Linked DNA regions of Rattus norvegicus: regions 1 and 2 are each linked to region 3. Evidence: chromatin contacts called from public Hi-C data. All regions are on one chromosome and are shown on one strand. Each heading gives the region's core, a stretch centred on a gene start, on an enhancer-like site or on the middle of the called end of the contact. The rest is flanking DNA. Distances are from core to core; before and after follow the strand shown. Region 1 overlaps Slc1a3 (solute carrier family 1 member 3). Region 2 overlaps Slc1a3 (solute carrier family 1 member 3). Region 3 has its middle 64 kb from the start of Ranbp3l.

Evidence for each region. A called contact is a pair of places that touch in the nucleus more often than the background predicts.
Region 1: a contact with region 3 is called in a Hi-C map of the A7r5 cell line, with 8 times the contacts expected there. The contact joins two enhancer-like sites. A contact is called at or near these places in 11 of 12 Hi-C or Micro-C datasets (the A7r5 cell line, the Rat2 cell line, Schwann cells and 7 more) and 1 of 1 datasets of contacts at active chromatin or transcription factors (oligodendrocytes).
Region 2: a Hi-C map of the A7r5 cell line shows a contact between it and region 3, with 4 times the contacts expected there. The contact joins two enhancer-like sites. A contact is called at or near these places in 1 of 12 Hi-C or Micro-C datasets (the A7r5 cell line) and 1 of 1 datasets of contacts at active chromatin or transcription factors (oligodendrocytes).

The regions. Positions count from the first base shown.
Region 1 is chr2:59,484,488-59,488,914 of GRCr8, reverse strand. It overlaps Slc1a3 (solute carrier family 1 member 3), which reads left to right. Exons shown (of 10, transcript NM_019225.2): 9 at 1,490-1,624; 10 at 3,980-4,427. The coding sequence ends at 4,187. Among named protein-coding and RNA genes, the nearest start is that of Slc1a3, 71 kb to the left of the region's middle. Within about 2 kb of position 1,549, at least 19 of the 93 cell types and tissues checked have an H3K27ac peak or open chromatin away from gene starts, as enhancers often do. A contact at or near this core is called in the A7r5 cell line, where this site is marked.
Region 2 is chr2:59,513,955-59,518,033 of GRCr8, reverse strand. The region is part of intron 3 of Slc1a3 (solute carrier family 1 member 3); the gene reads left to right. Among named protein-coding and RNA genes, the nearest start is that of Slc1a3, 42 kb to the left of the region's middle. Within about 2 kb of position 1,508, at least 14 of the 93 cell types and tissues checked have an H3K27ac peak or open chromatin away from gene starts, as enhancers often do. A contact at or near this core is called in the A7r5 cell line, where this site is marked.
Region 3 is chr2:59,719,008-59,723,175 of GRCr8, reverse strand. No RefSeq gene overlaps it. Among named protein-coding and RNA genes, the nearest start is that of Ranbp3l, 64 kb to the left of the region's middle. Within about 2 kb of position 2,560, at least 7 of the 93 cell types and tissues checked have an H3K27ac peak or open chromatin away from gene starts, as enhancers often do. A contact at or near this core is called in the A7r5 cell line, where this site is marked.

The DNA.
Region 1 (4,427 bases), core at 300-2,799, 230 kb after region 3:
CTTTAGGACTCACTCCTGTTCAGACCATCTGTGCCCTCAGTTGCTATGGGCTTGGTTTGGCTAATAGTAACAATATTAGAAGTAAGGCTTTTGGTTTTTGTAGCTCTTTATCAGGGAAGTTACCTTATCCATAGAAATATTAAAACAATATTACAATATCCTCTACTGAGATCTAGAAATTAGTATTCGGCCATTTTTTTCTTTTTTTTTTCGGAGCTGGGGACCGAACCCAGGGCCTTGCACTTGCTAGGCAAGCACTCTACCACTGAGCTAAATCCCCAACCCTATATTCGGCCATTTTTGTGCTCTCCCTCTCTCACTCCCTCCTTCAGTCTTCCTCTGTCTCTCCCTTCCCCCTTCCCCTCCCTCTTTCCATTTCTTCTTCCCTTCATATTCCTGTCATATTTCACTTACACCATTCAGCATCTCCTAAGAATAAGAATATTCCTCTATGCACCCACAGTAATAGAATCCCGGAAGTACTTCCAGAGTACCCGTCTACCTTCAGACTGGGTCCATACTGGCCACACACACACACACACACACACACACACACACACACACACACAATTATAACACTACAGGGTTTTGCTCATAAATCATTTGCATTTGAATTGATAAACTTAATTTTGTGGCCACATCAATCATAGAAATTCAGACTCTTGAATAAGGTGATTATTAGAAATAAGTTGTCACTATAACTCTACGGCCCTTTAAACCTCAAGGTCACCTCCATTGAGGTGCTGCGGTGAATCTAGGGCCTCACGAGTGTTAGGCAAATGCTCTACCACAGAGTCCCCCACCCCCTTCTGGCGCTCATTACACCTTACAAACTGATTTTGAGGACCTAGAAAAGAATGTAGCCCCCAGTTTCTTCACTTAAAAAATGGTCACAAAATAAAGCCCACTTCACTGTGGGCCACAACACCATTGTGACAATCAAGCAAGGCAAAGCATGTATATTAGCTGATACATAATAAAATATGCATGCTCAAATTTGATTAGTCTGACAGGTAACTAAGTGAATTGTTTGGCTTTTTGGGTTTTTTTTTTAAAGATTTATTTCTTTTATGTATATGACTATACTGTAGCTGTCTTCAGACACACCAGAAGAGGACATCAGATCTCATTACAGATGGTTGTGAGCCACCATGTGGTTGCTGAGAATTGAACTCAGGATGTCTGGACAAGCAGCCAGTGCTCTTAACCTCTGAGCCATCTCTCCAGCCAGAATTGTTTGTCTGTGTGTATGTGTGTGTGTATATATATATATATACATATATATATGTATATATATACACATGTATATATGTATATATGTGTTTGTATGTGTATGTGTGTGTATACATATACATGTACATATACGTATACATATATTTCCATTCTTCTGAGGCAGGTCCTCCACTCAAGCAGGGGAACACGAGTCTTACAAGGTACTCTCCACTAGGAGACATCTGTAAACTTTTCCATTTTGTCCTTCTGTCAACAGTATCACAGCCACAGCCGCAAGCATTGGGGCAGCTGGCATTCCTCAGGCCGGTCTAGTCACCATGGTCATCGTGCTGACATCTGTGGGCCTGCCCACGGATGACATCACACTCATCATTGCAGTGGACTGGTTTCTGTGAGTATTTGGGGGACTGTGTGCTGACACACAGATCCCACCCGCAGACCCATCCCCCTCTGGCACCCCCACAGTTCTAGAATGATAACAGCCTCGTGGGCTTGGAGAAGAACCGAGGGGAAGACACACTGGCTTATAACGGAATCATCCTCACCACCGGACCCCAGTCCTCACCTACAGTCCCAGCCTAACTCCCTCCTCTCTCAGCCAGCGGGTGGGGCACATCTGGCTGCTCTCCCTCCTCCTCCATAAAGCCACTCACTGTCTGCAAAGCTGACATAAGTCAGCCAGGCTCTCTCCGGGTTGCGCAACACATCCCCTCAGCGGCTGGAGCCGCAGACCCCACGTGCCAGCTCAGGCCCTTCCTCCCTTGCTTCCCATTACAGTGAGATAATGCAAGGCAGATGTCTATGTCTGAGACTCATGAGGTGAGGGATGGCTGTGCAGACAGTGGGAAGCGAGCTCTTATTATCAAGTGAAATTGATTTGGGGCCCCGAGGAAAATCCCAAGAAATGAACCCTCTACCTCCTCAGACCCCACCACGTAGGGCCTGTCTTCAAGCCGCCTTTCCTCACCCTTCCAGGGACATTGTCTGTCCCTTGTCTCTCATAAATCCCTTCTACTGGGGAAAAAAATAGTTTAAGGGATGCTCTAGGAGAGGACCTCGGGGAAAGCATTGGATGCCGGAGTCCACCTATGAAGATGTCACTAGAGCTGGGAAGAGTGCAATGGTGTGCACCAAGGCTAGGGGACAGAGCCTATCCAGGTCACTAGGATCAGCTCTGAGCCTGTGACAGTAGTCACCTACCTAACCACCCCAGTTTCCACCTCCCTAAAAGTGGAAATGCCCTTGTTCTCTGCCCCTGCTGACACTCAGGGGATTAAATTCAGTGACAGGTAAGAACTTAGCCTGTGGTCTGACTCCTCCGAGGCATCAACTGGCACAAACGCTTTGGGGCTGGGGATGTAGTTCAGTTGCTAGAGTGTTTGCCTAAGTTCATGAGGCTCTGGTTCCTTCCCCAGCACCACATAAACTGAGAGGGAGGAGGGAAGACTGTTCAATCCTGCAATCTCAGCTCCTGAGAAATAGAGTTCAAGGCTATCCTCTTCCACCACATAATGAGTTCAAAGGCAGCCTGAGCCAAATGAAAACTTGACTCAACAAAAAAAAACAAACAAAAAAACAAACAAACAAACAAACAAACAAACAAAAAACCAAAAAGTACTTTGGCAGAATACAAGCTTCTACTCTCAAGATAGTTTATCTTTATACCTAAAATTGATTGAAATGGGCAACATATAAAAACTTTTTTTCTTGTTGGCTTCTTAGTGTCTCTGTGTGTAGTCCTGGCATAGTCTTGGCTGTCCTTGAACTCACTCTGTAGACCATGCTAGCCTCTAATTCACAGAGATCTGCCTGCCTCTGCCTCCAAAGTGCTGGGACTAAAGGGGTGTTTCACAATGCCTAACATTTTCTTTTTCTTTTTTTTTTAAAAAGTTAGGATAATGATTCATTATATATGACATAAATAACAATTTTTTGAAGAATAATCACTTCTAAACAAAAAGGTTAGTAAAAGAATGCCTTTGGATTACATTTTGTGAGCCTCCAAAACGTCTTGGTTAACATCAGAGAGCTACTACCCCAGCTCCCCCTGCATCCAGTATGCTATGATGTAATGTCATGGAGTCTATGCAATACCAGGATTTCCTGAGAAAATAAGAGTAAAGGAAACAAGCAAGACCATAGTATTAGGATAACCATGGTTTCTCTCCCAGGACACTTCTCCAAGGAGACTCTGTACCGTACTTGGAGAACCATTATTCAATGGAAAGTGAATGAGAGAAAGAGAAGAGGCTAAATAAGCCCAGGAAAGAGGACTGGGGAAATGACTTGGTTGGTAGGAGTGCTTGCTGTGCGTATGAGGCCTGGAGTCCCAACAAGAGGACCTTTGGGAATGGCTAGCAAGCCAATCTTGCTAAATCACTAACCAAGTTTAGTGAGACATCTTATTTCAAAAACTAAAGACCACACTGCTGGCTTCCACGCATGTGAATGCGTGCACACACACACTCCCCTGTGGCGGGGGGAGACAGACAGACAGACGGACAGGTCAGTCCTCACTGTTCACCTTCTGTGTATAGCCAGACTAAATAACTGGAAACTAATCACCTACTTGTAATTAGTTGTAGGTGTTAGGTGTTCAAGTATGAAATTGGTTCATTGGAGGGATACACTACCCAGAACTTAAAAGATGCTTCTAAAGCCCTCTCCAGCCAATTGGCGATAGATGCTGGGATCTGTTGTTTTTCATGGGACCCTCTCTTTTCCTTCCTGCCTGCCTCACCTACAGGGACCGCCTCCGAACCACCACCAACGTGCTGGGTGACTCCCTCGGGGCCGGGATTGTTGAACACTTGTCCCGACATGAACTGAAGAACCGAGATGTTGAAATGGGGAACTCCGTGATTGAGGAGAATGAAATGAAAAAGCCGTATCAGCTGATTGCCCAGGACAATGAACCAGAGAAACCCGTGGCAGACAGCGAAACCAAGATGTAGACTAACACAGAAGTGCTTTCTTAAGCACCAGGTGTTGGAAACTGTTCTACAATGTGTCCATCTCCCAGAGCTCTCTCTCCCAGTGAGCTCCTCTTTCCTCCCTACTCTGATAGGATTGGAAAATGTCCAAAAACAAAGGAGGGCTCTGCAGCAGCCAAAACGTATTGGTTTTAGCCCTCATTTGAAAATTTTAAATCATTTCGTATTATTCTTACCAAGTAAGTTACTACAAACATTACC
Region 2 (4,079 bases), core at 259-2,758, 200 kb after region 3:
AGAAAAAGAAGAGGAGGAGGAGAGGAGGAGGGGGAAGAGGAGGAGGAGGAGGAGGAAGAGAAGGAGAAGGAGAAAAAAGAGGAGGAGGAGAGGAGGAGGAGAAGGAGAAAAAAAGAGGAGGAGGAGGAGGAGGGGAGGAGGGGAGGGGGAGGAGGAGGAGGAGGAAGAGAAGGAGAAGGAGAAAAAAGAGGAGGAGGAGAGGAGGAGGAGAAGGAGAAAAAAAGAGGAGGAGGAGGAGAGGAGGAGGAGGGGAGGAGGGGAGGGGGAGGAGGAGGAGGAGAAGAAGAAGAAGGAGAAGAAGAAGAAGAAGAAGAAGAAGAAGAAGAAGAAGAAGAAGAAGAAGAAGAAGAAGAAGAAGAAGAAGAAGAAGAAGAAGAAGACGCAGAAGCAGCAGCAGCAGCAGCTGGGATCAAAGGAAATACAGAAACTGTATGGATGGAAGTTGGTCCATCATTGGGTTACTCCTCCATTGGCCATGCTGGCTGAGACTACCTCCTTTGTTCGCTTCTGACTGTGGCCACCTCCTGCACCCTCGTCCAGGAAGCACCATATTGATCCTCATCTCCAATGGCCTTTCTTTCTGGTCTGCCTGATCTCCCAGCCCCTTTCCAGGGTCTGTCTCTTTTCCTGCTGACTTTTTGTCTGTTACATGAAGTCAGGATGATCTTTCCAAAGCTCAGCTCTGCACTTCCTCCATACATTGCTTTTGGAATGAAATCCAAACTTCCAAATGCCTTTGGTATGGATCCTGTCTGCATCTTTCTATCTCAGTCCCCTTATCCAGCTCCTCCCTGCGCTCCTGTCAATGTGCCTACCTGAACTCTTCCTAGATTCTTCACCTGACATCCCTCCTCACTCTCCCGTCTTACCTGGTAAGTCGCAGGCTCCAGGAACCCCCTCCCACTTTTGCATTGCAGTTAGGTGGTCCCACTGTCTTCCCTCTCCTAGCCAACTGTGACCTGAATGCAAAAACCGCTGTGTTCAATAATCCCACCCCTAAGGACTGGCAACTGTAGCTTTTTGAGATTCTTGACAGTCTTAAGTTATCTTGTAGCTGTGAATGTCTCCACTTTCACTTTCAAAAGCATTCTATACTGTGTAGCGGTTTGCAGAGGTGTTTTTGGGAGGAGGAGAAGGTATTAATGTTTCCAGGTCTGATACTGCTTCCTTGAGCACTCTTAGACCAGGAGAGAGAGAGGGAGGGAGGAGAGAGAGAGAGAGAGAGAGAGAGAGAGAGAGAGAGAGAGAGAGAGAGAGAGAGAGAGGAGCGCTTTAACTTAAGAGATTTTATGTCATACTGCCAATTTATGCAATTGAATTTCCTTCCTTCTACCCTCCCTTTTTCCCTCCCTCCCTCCCTCCCCGTTCCTCCTCCCTCCCTTCCTCCCTCTCTCCCTCCCAGTTCCTCCTCCCTTCTTCCCTCCCTCTCGTCCAACAGGCAGAGAGCTTTGTAGTGCTTTCCTGAAAAGATTCACTGACTCAATCTTTTAGCTAATATTGGTGGAATGTCTGCTTAAAGCCATGGCACGCAATCCGCCCTAGGATACATGAGTGTGTCGGCCTGCTGTGAAAACAGTAGGCTTGACATGGAAGTTTTCCGCTTGCCAGTGAGTTCGCCTCTCTGACAGGCATTTCTGGATGTGAAGAAAGATAGATTTTGGCATCGCAACTCCAACTAGAGTGGGCACGCACGCACATGAGTGTACACGCTTTCCCCATCACCACCACCACCATTTAGTCAACCTCAATACCTAGGACTGCATGTCCTCAAAGCTCAGGAGCTACATTTACACTACAGCATAGTAGCCAGCTCTCAGGAAGTTTCAAGGGGAGAAAGGTCATCTTTCCCTCTCCCAGAGCTGAGCACAATTGCTTAAAAATAGAACAACGTGTGATTAGTGAGCCCTTTTCATCCTGTGCACCAGTAGCAGGTATACAGTTACAGACACAAAGCACTAGATTCAAATCTTCTGTAGGCCTCCGGAGAATTCCCATAGTTCCCCAAGAGCAAGAACTGGGCCTGAATGTCCAGTGAAAAAGGAAGTAACCGGATCTAGCTACGTGTCGGTAACATCGCTGTACCATGCATGGCTTCTTCCCAAGTCACCGTAGAGTGGGAGAGCACAAGGAGGTTTTATCAGGGACTTAACGCACACTCCTTTTCCAGACCCCAGAATAAAGTTAATACCTCCAAACGTTGGCCTGAAGAAATTATTATGGTTGCTCTAAGCTCTGGGAAATGCTTTGGGTTAAATCGCAGAAAACTGCCTAAGTAGCGCCTGCTGGAGAGCAGGGGGGCAGCTTTGAAAAGCTGTGTGAGAACACAGGTTGAAATCTCATTGGCCTCTTAATTCATTTTCTAAGATGGCCTCCTCAAGTTTCCGCACAGCTCTTGATCCTGACTGACCATGCGTGCTCAGGAACGGTCTCCCCCAACAAGCCCTTTTGTAAATATGTTTGCAGTAAGGGAGCAGCTTCCCCCAGCAGCACACTCCTCTGTGGCTGCTTTGCATTGATCCATGCCCTTCCCCTAGGAGATGGCTCATACTAGAGGTGAACAAATGCTAGAGGTTGTAAGAGATGCTAGCCCCCCAAAATCAGGTTATTTCATGTCTTGTTTAACATTTCAATGGCCTTTACGATTTTCCTGTGCTCCCATGTTCCTGTGTTCAAAAAAAAAAAAAATTAACTGCTATTTCTCTTCACACCAGTTCTAACCTATTCATTGATTCTGACAAGACGATCACTAAATCCTTGACTCCTAGTCAAGTCTGTCTGTAAACACACGTGCACTGATCTGACTTGGCTCATTAAAGGGATTTAACACTCCTTCTCTTGAGATAAGCTTCCCCAGTGGACCACAGGAGTGCTGCCACAAAACTAACTTATACCTTATTAGCTTCAAGTCCCCTCCTCTGGGTCCCCTCTCTTCTCCAACCATATGCAGAAGCCTTTCTCAACCTCACATCCTGTGAGACAGATCTGGCAAGGCTGCTGCATTCACCTGAGTGATCAAGCTTTGAGAGCACACACTGTGTTGTTTCTGTTTATGGCCCCTAGAGCTAGCACGCAGTAAGCACTCAATCCATGCATCTCACATGAGCCAAGGGGGCTTAGTTAAGAATACGGAGAATGTTAATGCCTTCTTCTTCATCCACTTAACCTCAGAAGATGCAGCATCTGCTCTAGAGGGACTTTGAGGTCCCTCCTGGAGCTTCTGAGAAGCACAACCCACATTGTTCAGGTCCACAGAAAATGCAGTGTGGCTTGTCTGTGCCAATGAGAAAGTTCCTATGCCTCAAAACAACACCTACGGCTCATCTGACTGTCTGTGATCTGATTGCTCACTCATTAACACCCCATTGATCCTTCTTCCGCCTCCCAATTTAAAATACTTGGCCTTTATACTCCTTTAACCCACAGCATCCGAGAGACACTTTACAAAGTACTGCAACTTTCCATGGCGGTTGATGTGCCTCTTGGCGTCGTGACCCACAGCATTTCCTTGACTTCCCTGTCCAACCTTACATAGCTCTGGGCTCTCATCGAGCATGCGTAGTAAATAGTTGTGACAGCAACAATGTGTGCGCATTCATGCTTCCTTCCTTTCTATCCCGTACTGCGTTTGTGCTCCGAGTGTTGGGCAGTAGTCACTGCCTGGCTGAGGCCATCCATTCACTCGCTACCCAGCTCTTCTGGGCGCTGCTAACCTTGGCCTCCAACCCCTTCATCTCCTGCTAACCTTGGCCTCCAACCCCTTCATCTCCCTCATCTGCAAACAAGATGTTTACATCATCAAAGTTGAACTGGGGCCCAATGAGAGGTACAGAGAACGTGCGGGCCACCATGGCTTATTTTTGGTAATCCTTGATTGATTTTTAAGAAGATAAACGTAGGGGCTACCAGACTAGCTCTAGACTAGACTCAGCCATGACTGACTGTGGAAGCCATTTTCACACTTGGAGCTCTTTTGTGTGGTGGAAATCAGAGTAGCAGGGAGAGTAATGGAAAGACTCTCTGCCTTGGGAGACTTGGTGGAGACCTAGACTACGAGCCTCCTTACCTGAGTCTGGGCTAGT
Region 3 (4,168 bases), core at 1,311-3,810:
CACTTAATATTTCTCTAAACCTAAAACTGGACTGAAACACTATTTTGTTTTTAAAAAAAACTGGAAAAACATTCTTTTTCTTTCAATTTTTGATGATTCGTTTTCACACACATATACAGTTCATCATAATAATATCCCAGCACTGTCCCTTATCCTTCCCCCTCTCCTGCTTACAGTGATTTAGTCTAAAGAGTTAGGAAAACTCCAACACAAGAAGGATAAAAACACCAAGGGAACTCAGGAAATGAGTAATTTCATGCCAGCCAAAATCACACACACACACACACACACACACACACACACACACACACACACACACACAACCAGTAACATCAAAATAACCGGAAATAACAATCACCGGTCCTTAATAGCTCTCAACATCAATGGAATGTGTTCATTCAAAAAAAAAAAGGGCTCCTGGTCCCACAAAAAACTTCCATTTCTTTCCAGAAGGTGGCATCTGTGTACTGTGCTCAAAAAGTCCTCCTCTGATTTGTGAAGGAGGGGAGGGGGGGGAAAGAGGAGAGAAAGGAAAGAAAAAGAAAGAAAAACTTTCCCAGACAGTAAAACAACTTATAAACCTGTCTGAAGTAATTTCAGTAGCTGAGTGAAATGAGAGCCTGCCTTAGGACTTTGAGCAGCTGGGCGAGCTTTGCAAGATGGCAGACATACCTGCGAACTCTGGGACCCATAATTCAATTTACAAGTACCTTGACGCTGAAAGACTGCGGAGTTGACGCTCTGGAATTTGTCACAGTCACTGGAAGCTGCATGGCGTAAGAAAGGCCACAAGAGGTGGCTGGAATAGTGGACAGGAACGGAGCCCTCATGCTGTGGAACCTGTAACCATCTTAGCCTTGGTTTAGCAGGGCTCTGCTGTGGGAGCTGCTTGAACTGGAGAGAGAAATCCTCTAATTCAAAGGCAATCGCACAGAACTTCTGCCTGGTAATCTCCTCCGAGCATGTTACACCCACAGATTTCTGGGCTTTAGAGACCCCAAGGTCAAGAATACCTTTGGGACGTGTGAGTCTACACTGAAGAAGCATCCTGGAACGGAAAGTTTCTCAGGGCTTTAAATACAATCCACTGCTAGTGAAAGAGACGCCATGGTCAAACCTAGAAAACAGGACTCCAAGCCGACGCAAGAGCCCGGCTGGGACCGCGGAGTCCCGGGGTACCACCAGGTCAGGATGCCTGGTTCCTGGATTTCCTCTGGAAAAAGTTAAAACTCACAGTGGTTAAGACTGTATCCAAAGTTACACAGTTAATTATTAGAAAATATCGAATGCCGATTTCTAACAGCCCCTGCTTTTGAGCAGTATCATGGTGTCCCGGGGTGGGGGTGGGAGAGAACAGGAAATGGTGCATCTTATTTGCTTCTTCAGCCTTCCCTGCCCTCTTGGTTCCTTGTGTAAAAGACCCCGACCGGAACAAAATCTCTAAGAAATATTTGGCGGCGGTCAGTGAACTTTGGTTGCCTGTTTGCTCGTTCATTCAGTCATAAACAATAATCATAGGGTGCTTTCCAGTCTGACTTCTAGGCCCAAAAGAATGAGTTATGAAGAACGCAGGGCTAGCCTAGTCAACAAAAAGGAGATGCATACAAGAGTAAGATGGTGTCGGTCTGTGCTCTGGGCTTAAAGAAAACCAAGGGTGATGGACAGTGTAACCGAGAAGGTGAAAGTTCTTTTAGCGAGCCTCACCAGGGTCAGCTTCTTGGAGGCAGCTAGGCTGACAGAGATTCTGGAGACAGAGCATCGTCTCAGACATTTCCAGCCATGCTGAAGGGGATGTGTAGTCTGCAGGGTCAGCTCCAACGCTGGATCATAAACACTGGAAGAGGCAGGTTGAGTTGAGCTAAATGTAGGGAAGAGCTCCCCAGTCTAGCAGAGAAGGGAATTAATACCCAACTGTGAGCTTACCGTGTCCCCATTTCTTTGTAGTATTTCATTTAAGCCTCACAGTCACAATGGGTGGTAAGAGGAGCAATACCTATAGAAAGGAGAGATTTGCCTGCTCCCAATTTAGGTGTATGATCAAGTGAATAGTCACTTATTAGAAAGTCACCCGAAGGAACCCTTCATTGAATGCTAGGGAAATCCTGACATCTCTTCAACCCCTACCTCAGCTGAGTAATTTATGCTCTGTAAACGGGCGAATCTGCATACTATAGTGGCTGGCTGTGCTGGGAGTTATGTATAGACCACAGAACTGCACACTCTTCTAGCCATGCGTTGGCTCAGTATAAAGCACCCAGAGGTGAGCAATTTATGGTTCCTGAAATAAAATAGCTCCCTGACTCAGAGGGAAATGAGTGAGTTAGAGACCCTTAATCTCGTGATCTCCCAACACTGCCAGAAGCCCTAATTAAATCACAGAAAACATTGAAAAAGCAAATAAGACATACTCCAGATTCCAGCCAGGTAATGGAAAATTACAGAAACTCTTGAATAACAATAGGCACGTTTCCAGCTTGACTAAGTGCGAAGCATAAATTCTCCAGCGGGCCTTTCATTGACTACCCTCCCAGAGGAATGCAGCCATAGCAGTGGAACTCCTCTTTCAGTAAGAATTCGGACTGGAGCCCAAACCTGCATTGCCCAACCAGCACTGGTGGGAGTGGGAGAGGCTGGGATTGTCCCACGATCTGGAAATGCTACCCACATCACTTTCCTTCCTCAAGAGAGACATTTCTTCACTCGTTTCAGGAGAATAAGATCATACATGAACCTCGAGCAGACAGCTCTGAACCCAGTGGATCTCCAGAGGGGCCAGGACAGCTACCCCGGGTAGAAAGAGAAAGCAATCAAATCTGGAGTTACTTGAGTACTGACTGACCTTCCTGGAGTTTAGAGTAAGGAGTGAAATTGATGAAATCGACATTCCTCTCCTGTGACACTCCCCAGTTTTGTCAAAATTGACCAGTTACTGATTCCACTCATCTCCACATGGACGACAGTGGTCAGGAACAAGTGGCTGCATGGTCCAATCGCAGGACACAGAATTCCCGCAGGCCAGAAATGCCCATCACCTCTGGACGACAGCATCTCCCACTACCTGATCCTATTCTACATCCAGTCAAACACAGACTACTTGACAGCCCAGTCTCCAACTCCTTTCTGGGCAATAGTTAGCAGAGGAGAGAGGAGTGTATAGGCTGGTTTCCAACTCGAGTGAGTTGTAGGTTCTGACCTGGGTTTGAAAGAGCACGGGGTGTCAGCTGAGGGCGCATGATGTGTACTTAGAGCTGTACACTCCCTAAAGGCAGTTCTGTTTCTAACCTGTCAAGTGGAAGAGATGTTTAGTGGTTTACATGTGAATCCTAAATCATAATTTATTTTAAAATAGGTTGAGCATTTACCAAGAGGGTGCTCTGGACACGTGAGTCCATTAATTCTCAGGAGAGTAAGCATTCCAAGTGATACACGTTGCTTTTGCCTGGCTCGTACTCCCTGCATAGATTTGTGGGCGGTAGTCAGGGCTGTGCCTTCATCAAAAGAAAAGAAGAATAAATAGAGATTGGGCAGATTGTTTTTTATCAAACACAGCAAATACAGTGACCACTTGATAAGTGCCGTCCCCATCTTCATGGGCCCAGTGAGCCGCACTATTTATGAGACCTCAGGGCTCTGTGCAGTTAAGTGAAAGCATCCAGCCTGGTTCTCTTGGTCAGAAATCCTTCACCTCAAACAGTTCACAAGGCAAGAGAATGAAGTGTAATCTAGTTTATGATAAAAAAAAAAGCAACAGATCCGAGTCCAGACCATCTTAAAGAACTGGAGCCTCTCACCTTTACCAGGCAAATCTGTTAAGTATCCACTTCAACTGCAACTTCAGTCAGAAGATACTCCTGTAGGCAAATGCAGGGAGCCCATGCAGCAGTTATGGCCAGGTGGCACCCTTGCTCCTTGTCCCCGAGGAGCACACATCTCAGGGCAAGGGCCCTGGAGGAAGGGAGGACGTGAGGCGCAGGAAACCCAACCCAGGTCCACTACCTGAGCAGATGACCCTGGACCAGCTATAGGAGACAGGGCCACCTCAGAACAGCATGATGTCCCAAAGTGACCGCCTCTGTTGGCAGAAGCACAAAGACTGTGCTTGAACGTTTGTCAATCTTTGAAACACAGAAGTTTACACATAAAATCCAAATTTCAAGGTTTTTCTGAA